2 separate regions of the Sus scrofa genome follow, and region 2 is linked to region 1. A link is a contact called in public promoter capture Hi-C data. All regions are on one chromosome and are shown on one strand. Each heading gives the region's core, a stretch centred on a gene start, on an enhancer-like site or on the middle of the called end of the contact. The rest is flanking DNA. Distances are from core to core; before and after follow the strand shown. Region 1 holds the start of DIAPH3 (protein diaphanous homolog 3). Region 2 holds the start of TDRD3 (tudor domain-containing protein 3).

Region 1 (4,488 bases), core at 1,217-3,716:
CTGACTCAGTAGGGTATACCATATCCTTATTGTTGGGGCATCAGAATGAGGGGCAGTACATGTGGTTGTGAGGTTTAAATAATAAATACATAGAAAATGTACTTTAAAACATGCAATTTAGATAACGTTATTATTTTCATGGGTGCATTGTAGTTGCAAAGAATTTCTATAAGAAAAATTTCAGAGTGGAATTCCTGTCGTGGCCCAGCGGGTTAAAAATCTGACTAGTATCTATGAGGATATGGGTTCCACCCCTGGCCTCCCTCAGTGGGTTAAGGATCTGGTGTTGCCGAAAGCTGTGGCATAGGTTGCAGGTGTGGCTTGGATCCCATGCTGCTGTGACTGTGGCATGGGCCAGCCACTGCAGCTCTGACTCTACCCCTAGCCTGGGAAATTCCATATGCTGCAGGTGTGGCCATAAAAAGAAAATAAATAAGTAAATAAATAAATAAATAAATTTGAGTATTCTATGTAAAGCTTGAAAATTAATTATAGTAGCTCCTGCTTACTTAATACCTTCTACATGCCAAGTGCCTGAGAAAGAAAAGAGCAGTCCTTGACATTAGGGAACTAGTTGCCACTTCTAGCTGGGCCTCAGTGTTTTTAGAAGCTGGCCTGTCACTCGCAGAGAGGCCCTTTTTTTCTCATGGACACAACCAATCACACAGAATAGTGGCCAAATCACAATAGACTAGGAATAACTGCTTCTCCTTTGTCAGCTTTTGCTTCATTCTTTAGCCTGCCATCCTTCTACATAGGATTTACTAAGATACCCAATTACTGATCTGCCCCCAATCCCTGGCAGCACTGAAAACCAGAGTAACTCTTCTCACTTTACTTTGGAGGAGTCTTCCAAAATCATCTCACCCAAAGGTCAAGTACTTTAAGTCCTGTTGGGACTTAAGCCTCTTACTGAGAAACCCCATGTTCTCCACAGGGCAGGTTCTCATTCCTTAGGAGTGATAACCTCTACTTTTCAACTACAGGTGTTTTTCCTGGTGGTCTTTGGTGGGAGGGGCTTTCACAGACATTGCTAAGAACCTTACATATGCTCTCTTATTTAAGCCTGACAGGATTTCTGTTAGTTAGGTACTATTACCCTCTGCTTCTGCAGATGGAAAGGCAAAGAAAGAAATTTTAACATCACCCCCCCATCACATACCTAGTAAATAACCCCATTTTGATCTAATGGTAAGCAGAAAATACGTAGGTCCATGTAGGAAATACTTGCAGTTCTCCTGACCTTTCTGTTTTTCTCATCTTTCCTCTAAAGATCAGGTGCTCTTTAAGGACAGGGACTAGCACAGAAAGTTTGGTACAGTAAAAAGAAATGAATATTCAAAAACTAAAAAACCCCTGAAAACTGTAGAGTGGAGACTTACTTGAAACTAAGGCTCATTTTCTCAACCTCTGTGATAAACTCCTGAGTTCCTGGAGTTGTTTCTAAGTACTGAAATCAGTACTGCATGTTTACCCACACCACCTCCATGTAGTCAGAAGGTGGAAGCTTAAGGAAATAGTTCAAACAGAAAGACTGCTTTTAAGGGGGAAAGAAAGCACACTTATGTGTGGGAAAACTGCTTTGGCCTTGTAGCTTGACCTTGGCTATACACAATAAACTCTTCTGAATGCTTTCAGCTCAAGGCACTTCATTACATGCCCTTTAAGTTTTTCAACTCTTTGCTCTCGACTTCTCTTGCCTTGGCTCCTGCCTGTAATGCCTTTTATCGGAAGGCCCCACGACTCTTTTTTTTTTTTTCCAAGAAAATCTTTGCATCCTTCCTCTCTTCTTTCCGAATCTCCTCCTTCACACTTAATCTCTCTCCCTTTGTTCTCAATTAAATTTAAAAATAACTGCTATAACAACTACATTATTTTGTTGTTTGTGTAAGGATTTGCAAAGCACAGTAGACTGTGAGCTCCTTAAGGTGGTGGCTGCCTCTGCCACCTCTGGGCGGGCTCCCAGCACTAAGGCGTCCAGCAGGCGCTCTGGCAATCTGTCGAGAGGGCACCCTTTAGGAGCATCTTGGGTGCTGTGGTTCTCTCCCTCCTGGCACCCCTTCAAGTACAGATTCCAGAACTACTTTTCCAGGTGGTCGTCACACGCTGCATCCCAAGACGTGCATGGAGGGTTCGCAGATGGTTGCACATCCCAGCGCTGTTCAAATGGTGGTGCAGGGCGGATCTTGCCTGCCTCCCAAGTTATCAGGAATCCGTTCTTCAAATAAAAAAAAAAAAAACCCAAACAAACAAACAAACAAACAAAAAAACCCGGACAGGCTTCCTCCCGATCAATTCTTCCCGCTTCCCCAAACCTGATCCCACCCTGTGCCCTCAAAGAATTGCATGAACCGCCCGAGGCTCGAGCTGCCTACGAACGGCCAGCACAGCCAATCACATTTCTCTTTGCCCGGAAGGGGCGGTCCCCGGGAGTGTCACTGACCGCGCGGCGCGGGATTGGCTGGTCCCGGCGGTCCGCGACAGGCGGGAGTTTTCGGATGTGCTGGCGGCGGCCCCGGGAAGCAGCGGTTGGGCTGAACCTGGCTGGCTGCTTGGGCGGTGGGATCCGGAAGACGAGTCCGCCAGGGACCCCTGGGCTCCCTCACGTGGCTGGCAAAGCTCCTGCCTTCTTTCCTCTCCTGTCGCTCCAGAGCTGCGGGGAAGCATGGATCGGCACCGGCCACGGCAGCACCACCCGGCGGCTGAGGCTCCCTACCCCTCCTCCGCCTCGCTCCGCAGCTGCCGGGAAGGCAAGATGCCTCGCAGGAAGGGTCCCCAGCACCCTCCCCCGTCTGGCGGCCGCGAGGAGCCGGGAGAGAAACGCCCCAAGTTTGTAAGTTTGGCCTGGTGGTGGGGTCGGGCAGCTCTTTCCGTGCATCTGGGCTCAATCCCTGGTCCTTCTGACCAGGCTGACAGCGTGGGTGGGTTCACAGGGCCTATGTGGGGGCTACATTTTGTTCTAGATTTTCAGAGCTGCCATTCTCTTCATAGATTTACGACGGCAGGGTCCAATTCTATTTGGATCCTTTGAAAAATACACTGATCATTGTGGGGCTCCCAATTTTTTAAGGCTGACGCGAGAAGCAGTTCAAATGTATTGACGTCACCTAGGTGGGCTTTGCATATTTTAGGTTAAACTTGTCCTTCCCCCGCCTAGCGCCTGAGGGTATGAGATAATATCGAAGTGAATTCTTAGGTGAGAGTATTTCTTTTTCTGCTTAATATTTTAATCCAAGAAGAACTTTTAGAAGTAGATTATAATTTTCCAAGTTGAAACTGCCGGTTTTAAAACTTGGCGGGCCATGTGGTCATTGCTAAAGAATGTTTTGTTTAAAAGGGAAAGAAGTCGAAGTATTAGAAACCCGCTATTCTGGTTGCTTCTCTTACTCACTGTAACAGTCAAGGGAGGTGTGGTGATTAGCTCCTTGCCAGTTTTTTTGTTGGCATAAAGTAGTGAAAGAATAGGCAATGAAGATTGTGTGTGTGTGTGTGTGTGTGTGTGTAAATAAACATGTCACATAGCAGGTTGATAGATTTGGGGTGAGAGTAACAGAATTGAAAATTTAATACTGATCCCTCCATTTTACCTAGGAATATAGAAAAACATTTTTGTTTTTAGTGAAATTTTACAGTTCAGCGTGTGCCTTCTGTGAACAAATGGAAGTTGTTGGGAATGTAATTCAGGATACACAAACTAAGGAAATAAAGGCTTGTGGAGGAGTGAGTAGCTACATATCACAGTTAATAATAATGATAGATGAATAAAATGGAGAACAGAGCTATGAGATATTTCAGAATACTGAAAATGAGGGACAATGTGGATTAATTACACAAAGTTAAGTATTGAGATGCTATAGGAATGGTGAAATTTTGCAGGGGATCAACTATGTTATTGATAGTTATCTTGACAGAGCTGAGGAATAAATAAGGTAGGGTTAAATTGGCAATGAAAGATTCTACCCCACGTGAGCAGAATCCTCTGGGCAGTGACTTTTCTTCTTTTTATAGTGTATTCTCTGGGTTAATGTCATTCCATTTTGTTTCTGACTCCTGTGCTCCAGAACACATGAGGCATGATGTTTTTCTTTCACTCATTCTAGCAAAGAAGTCATGAAAACAGAACCTAAATTTTTAGGTTTAGTTTTCCTGAAGGATATATTAGGAGATGTGAATTCTAGTTGTCTGTGCTGTTTTTCATTTCTTAGGTATGTTAAAAGCCTTGTTGTAAAGACGAAAAGATATCTAAAGATAATACTTCTAAGCCCTAACCAATAAACACATTTAAAATACTGTGTGTTTTCAGATAGTGCTCTGATTTAAATTATGACTTTAATTTAGAAATAATTTGGATTCTTTGTAATCTCGTGAACTCTTACTTGCATGGTCATTTCTTGGTATTTTCCATTTCACTAATTCTGTCATCAGCTATATCTAATCTATTTAACTTGTTCCGAATGTTTGAATCATCAATTATTTTTTATTTCTGTA
Region 2 (4,488 bases), core at 1,482-3,981, 260 kb before region 1:
TTACTAGGAATCTACAACTTAGTGCTGCTCCCTGGCATTACAGATATACAAAAACATAGGTTACAGTTTCCCACCCTTAAGGATCTCAGAATCCAAAGAAGAACAATTTACTATGTGTTTGGAACCAAAATAATGAGGTTAGCCTTTCTAACACAGATAGGATCATACCAGAAAGCAGTAAAAGACTGTCTATAAATGAAATCACACAACTAGTTTGAAGAACTAAAGGTCAATGGGAAAGAATGAAAAAAAAAAAAAACCTCAAATAGAGGGGATTCAAGATTATTCAAGGCAACCTTGTGAGGTAAAAAACCGAATACAGAAATTCCAGTTCAAAAAACAAAAACAAAACTTAAAAGGGTGAGTTTTCAACTCCACAGTTTGTTATGCTAATAGTGCTCTACACAAAAACCGTAAGAACAACAAAGGTTAAAAGCACCAGATTGGGAACCAGCCCACTATGCTCACCATTCAACTCCATCACTTTCCAGCTAAGTCATTTTTTTTAACAGTTCGGTGCCCCAATCTCCAAGGCCTGTAAAGTAAGGTGCCTGTAATGCCAGGAGTAGCCTCTTCAAAACAAAGCTGTAGCACTCTAACTTTACTCACGAAATCAAATCCATCCTTTAGGCACTTGAAACCTCCATAATCTGGCCCTCAAACTTTAAGGTCTCAATCCTCATTGGACACCTTTCTATTTCCAGGCACCAGAGGGATCTAATGTCAGTTCTGCACACCATAAGCACTTTCCTACTTCTGTCCCTCAGTCTCCAGCGACTCTGGATCTAGAAAGCTTTTCCTCACCATCTTTCAAAATCCACTTCTCTAGGAAATTAACTCTCCTTCCTCTCCAATTCCATACCACCTTTGCTTCTCTGGAAATTGTGAACAATTTCCCCTGTTTTTGTGTTTGTTGTTTTAATGCCTCCCTCTCTCCTCTTTTCACTAAGATAGTGAACTTCCAGAGAGCAGAGGCAAATCTTTTTCAACCTCCTTCTCATTCCTCATCCCAGACTGCGCCTCTGCAGGCCTGGTAAAGCGTTACTAAATTAAACTGGATGTTTAAAACCCTAAAGGCCGAAGTTCCAGAAACTGCTTAATTTCACATAATTTTTAGTTGGTTTCAGGTCCCAAAATCTTGACATGAAACATCTTTAAATCAGAATATCGCCATCCTTTCAAGAAAAGTTCTACGGAGCATCCACACGGGTTGACAACGCGGTCATTCTTAGCTTTAGAAGTTGTGTGTGTGCTCCGGAGGGCAGCTGGAGGGCAGCTTCCCCGCGTTCGGTACCTTACTTTGGAATAAAGAGAACCGAGAGGGGGCCCGCCACCAGCTTGGGCTGTGCTCTGCCCTGCCCTCAACTTCCCGCGGGTCGGCGGGCTCTGGCCGCGCTCGTCCCTCTCCGCCGCACTCGGTTCTCCAGCCCTCGCCTCCCCAGGTCCCGCCGGAGCAACACCCCCGGAGGGGCAAGACGGCGCTGCGGGTCCCACCAGAAGGCTCGGCTCGGGCCTGCGCCGCCGCCAGCCCAGCCGCCCTGCCCGCCTGCCCCCGGCCTCTCCCCAGCCCGTCTCCCGCCACCCAGGGCCCAGGCCGCGCCGCCGCCGCCCCAAAGGGAGCTGGGGGACTCGCTCGCTCCGCGTGGCGCCGGGGGCGGAGCCGTCCCGGAGGTTCCCTCGGAGAGGCCGGGGGCGGGCGGCGGCCTCCGCCTACCCCGACACGCACCCCACCGCCCCCAACCCCAACCCTCCTCGGGCCCCGGCCCGCGCCCGCGGCCGGCGGCACTCGCCACTTACCAACCCGCCTGGGACAACGCCGCGCTGGAGACGTCGGCCATGGTAGCTGCTTAGGCCGGGGGTGGTGGGGGGCTCAGGTGGGGGTTGGGGGGAGGTCTGCTACTTGAGACCAAAAAAAAAAAGAAAAAGAAAAAAGAAAGAAAAGAAAAGAAAAAAACTCCTCTGGTCGGCTCTGCAACTGGGCATGCTCAGTGCGCCGGGCGCTTCCGCGTGCGGGTTCCGCTGGCCGCGTTTTCCGAGCGGCCGCGGAGGCCTGCCCGGCTTGGGCTGCGAAGCTGCAGCGCGCCGGAGGCGGTGATCTGCAGAAGACTGGCCGGGGTCTGCACGTCTGGGCCAGTTTTGTCGGGCCCGGAGCATGGGGCGGCCCCTCCACCGAAGGCCGGCTGCTTTTTGTTCGGGGTCACTTTTCTGAGTTGCACACCTCGGAGACTAGTGGGGCGGTTCTTTGTACAGTAGAGAGCCCGCCTTTCCAGCGCCGACAGGCGGCCACCTCCGAGAGGGCAGGACAACACTAGACCTGAGACGCACGGGCGATGGCGGGAAAGCGCTTCCAGTTTGGCGCTAATAAGGCCACGTTTAGTACAGTGAAACTGTAAGGGTGTTCCAGCTCAGTCTACACAGAAGAAAAGTTTACTTTCTTATCAATATTCGCTCCACTTCACTCGACTTTTCCATCTGCCCCGGATGCAAATATAATTGGATTTTTTTCGGTTCCCCACAGGCAAATCGGACTGTCCAGGTCCCACACCACAATGAAAGTAAGTGGGTCAATTCGAGAAAACCTGCACTTAAGGGATATGGGGAAATAGGACAGTTGTGTCGGTGCTTGTTTTTCCTGCCGCTCTCCCACTGGGCTGGGCCACGTCCCGGCGCGGCCCTCTGACGTTGGCATGCACACTGCCAGGCCTAGTTTCTGCCGGGCCCCTTGCCGGTGCCCTTCCCTGGTTCTCCAGAGGACCGAAACGTAGGAGCGGGTCCCCAGTGGGCATGCGCAGCAGCGTCGCTGAGCGGCGCAGCAGACGCTGCAAAGTGATTGGGTAATCAAGATCCACGCCAGCCAATCGGAGGAACAGGCAGACGGGGCGGTGGACTCGGAAGACGCGCCTTGAACGTTTGCTCCGCCCTCCGGGGTCTTTTAGGGCTGTGGCTGATGGAAAGAAGGGTTTTTCCGAATAGTTGTGGCCCTCGTCTGGAAGCTGTTGAAACCTTGGACGCATAGCCACGGCTGCCTCATTTGTTTCATCACCCACACGGACTTCTAACAGAGACTGCGAAACTGGGCAGAGCCGCTCTTGGACCAGGGAGAAAATTGTCAGTTACAGAAGGAAGAGAATAGTTATCCTGGGTGGAGCTAAATTTCCTTAATACATTTTTTTTATTATTATTTCAACTAGGGTATTCTGGTTGGGCCTCCTAAAAGACATAGTTTTAAAATCACGATGCTTTGCTTTGATGCTGTTGAAATGTGTGTCCAAGCACGTTACTTAGATACTGATTTTAATGAAACATATTTCCAACCACTTTTAGAATCAGAAATAACTGCAGCCTACACTTTGCTTTAGTACACAATGTTTAAGCTATACATATGCTACAAGTCTATTTCAATTTATAGGCACAACTAAAATATCCAGGAGTCAGGAAGATATTGTTTTGATGATAAACAGATGAGTCAAAATTGAATTGCTAATAATTTTTATTGGTTGTTAGAGTCTTCTCTTAACCACCTACTTTATGCGATTACTGTAACATGTTAACTGTGAAAGTTATATGTTGTCCCAATCATCAGAATTCTTCACTGGTTAAATGCAAAGCCTTTATACATTTGGTCTCGCATGCAATGTATACAAGAAAAATTTACCATTGTATGGTATTTACAATAACTTTAATAAAATGTTCCACAAAGCACTAAATTCCCTTATTCTAGGAAGTGATTTTAAAAATGGGTTGATGATTCCAAATGCAGGAATTTGAGATATAAGCTGTTCAATCTTCACGCTATTTATGATATATTTACTCACATACTCCGTAAACATGAAAATAAAACAAAACCAGAGGCATTGTGGCTCAGCGGGTTAAGGAGCCCATGTAGTCTCCAGAGGGATGCGGGTTTTCTCCTTGCCCCATTCAGTGTGTTAAGAATCCAGCATTGTGGTAAGCTGTGGCCTCGGTAGCAGATTCAGCTCCAATCCATTATCGCCATGGTTGTGGCATAGACCTCAGCTGCAGCTCCTATTGGATCCCTAGCCCAGGAACTTACATATGCTGCAGTTGTGGCCATAAAAAGTAATAATAATATTATTAATAAAGGTTAAAAACTTTTCTTTGAAAGGTGTACTTTAAAATAAATGTAGAACAATAGAATGAGAAAATGACCATTCTTCAACTCAATTACAAATGATTTGAACAAGTCCATAAGAGAATGCTAAAAGCCACGGGGTAAGATAATGAAGGACTACAGGATATTCATTTGGTCTCAAAGTATCAAACCATAACTTATTTATTACAAAAGGGAAAAACATACCTTTACCTTGAAAAAATGACTAGCTTAAATAAGAGTCATTAATGGGGCAATCTGATATTATGTTCCTACAGAAATACGCATCATCTAAGAAATATTCTTGCCAAAATTGTATAACCTGAACTTAAGTAAGCTTCTAGACAGTAGTTCCCAACAGGTGGCAGCGGCAGGGG

What was found. Promoter capture Hi-C pulls out the DNA fragments that hold promoters and counts their contacts.
Region 2: a promoter capture Hi-C map of fetal liver shows a contact between it and region 1, with 2.7 times the contacts expected there. The contact joins the promoter of TDRD3 here to the promoter of DIAPH3 in region 1. A contact is called at or near these places in 1 of 5 promoter capture datasets (fetal liver), 3 of 47 Hi-C or Micro-C datasets (embryonic fibroblasts, heart right ventricle and skeletal muscle) and 1 of 2 datasets of contacts at active chromatin or transcription factors (alveolar macrophages).

Annotation. Positions count from the first base shown.
Region 1 is chr11:32,992,832-32,997,319 of Sscrofa11.1, reverse strand. DIAPH3 (protein diaphanous homolog 3) reads left to right here and starts at 2,466. Exons shown (of 28, transcript XM_021065648.1): 1 at 2,466-2,833. The coding sequence starts at 2,666.
Region 2 is chr11:33,255,799-33,260,286 of Sscrofa11.1, reverse strand. It overlaps TDRD3 (tudor domain-containing protein 3), which reads right to left and starts at 2,731. Exons shown (of 14, transcript XM_005668459.3): 1 at 1,798-2,731. The coding sequence starts at 1,838.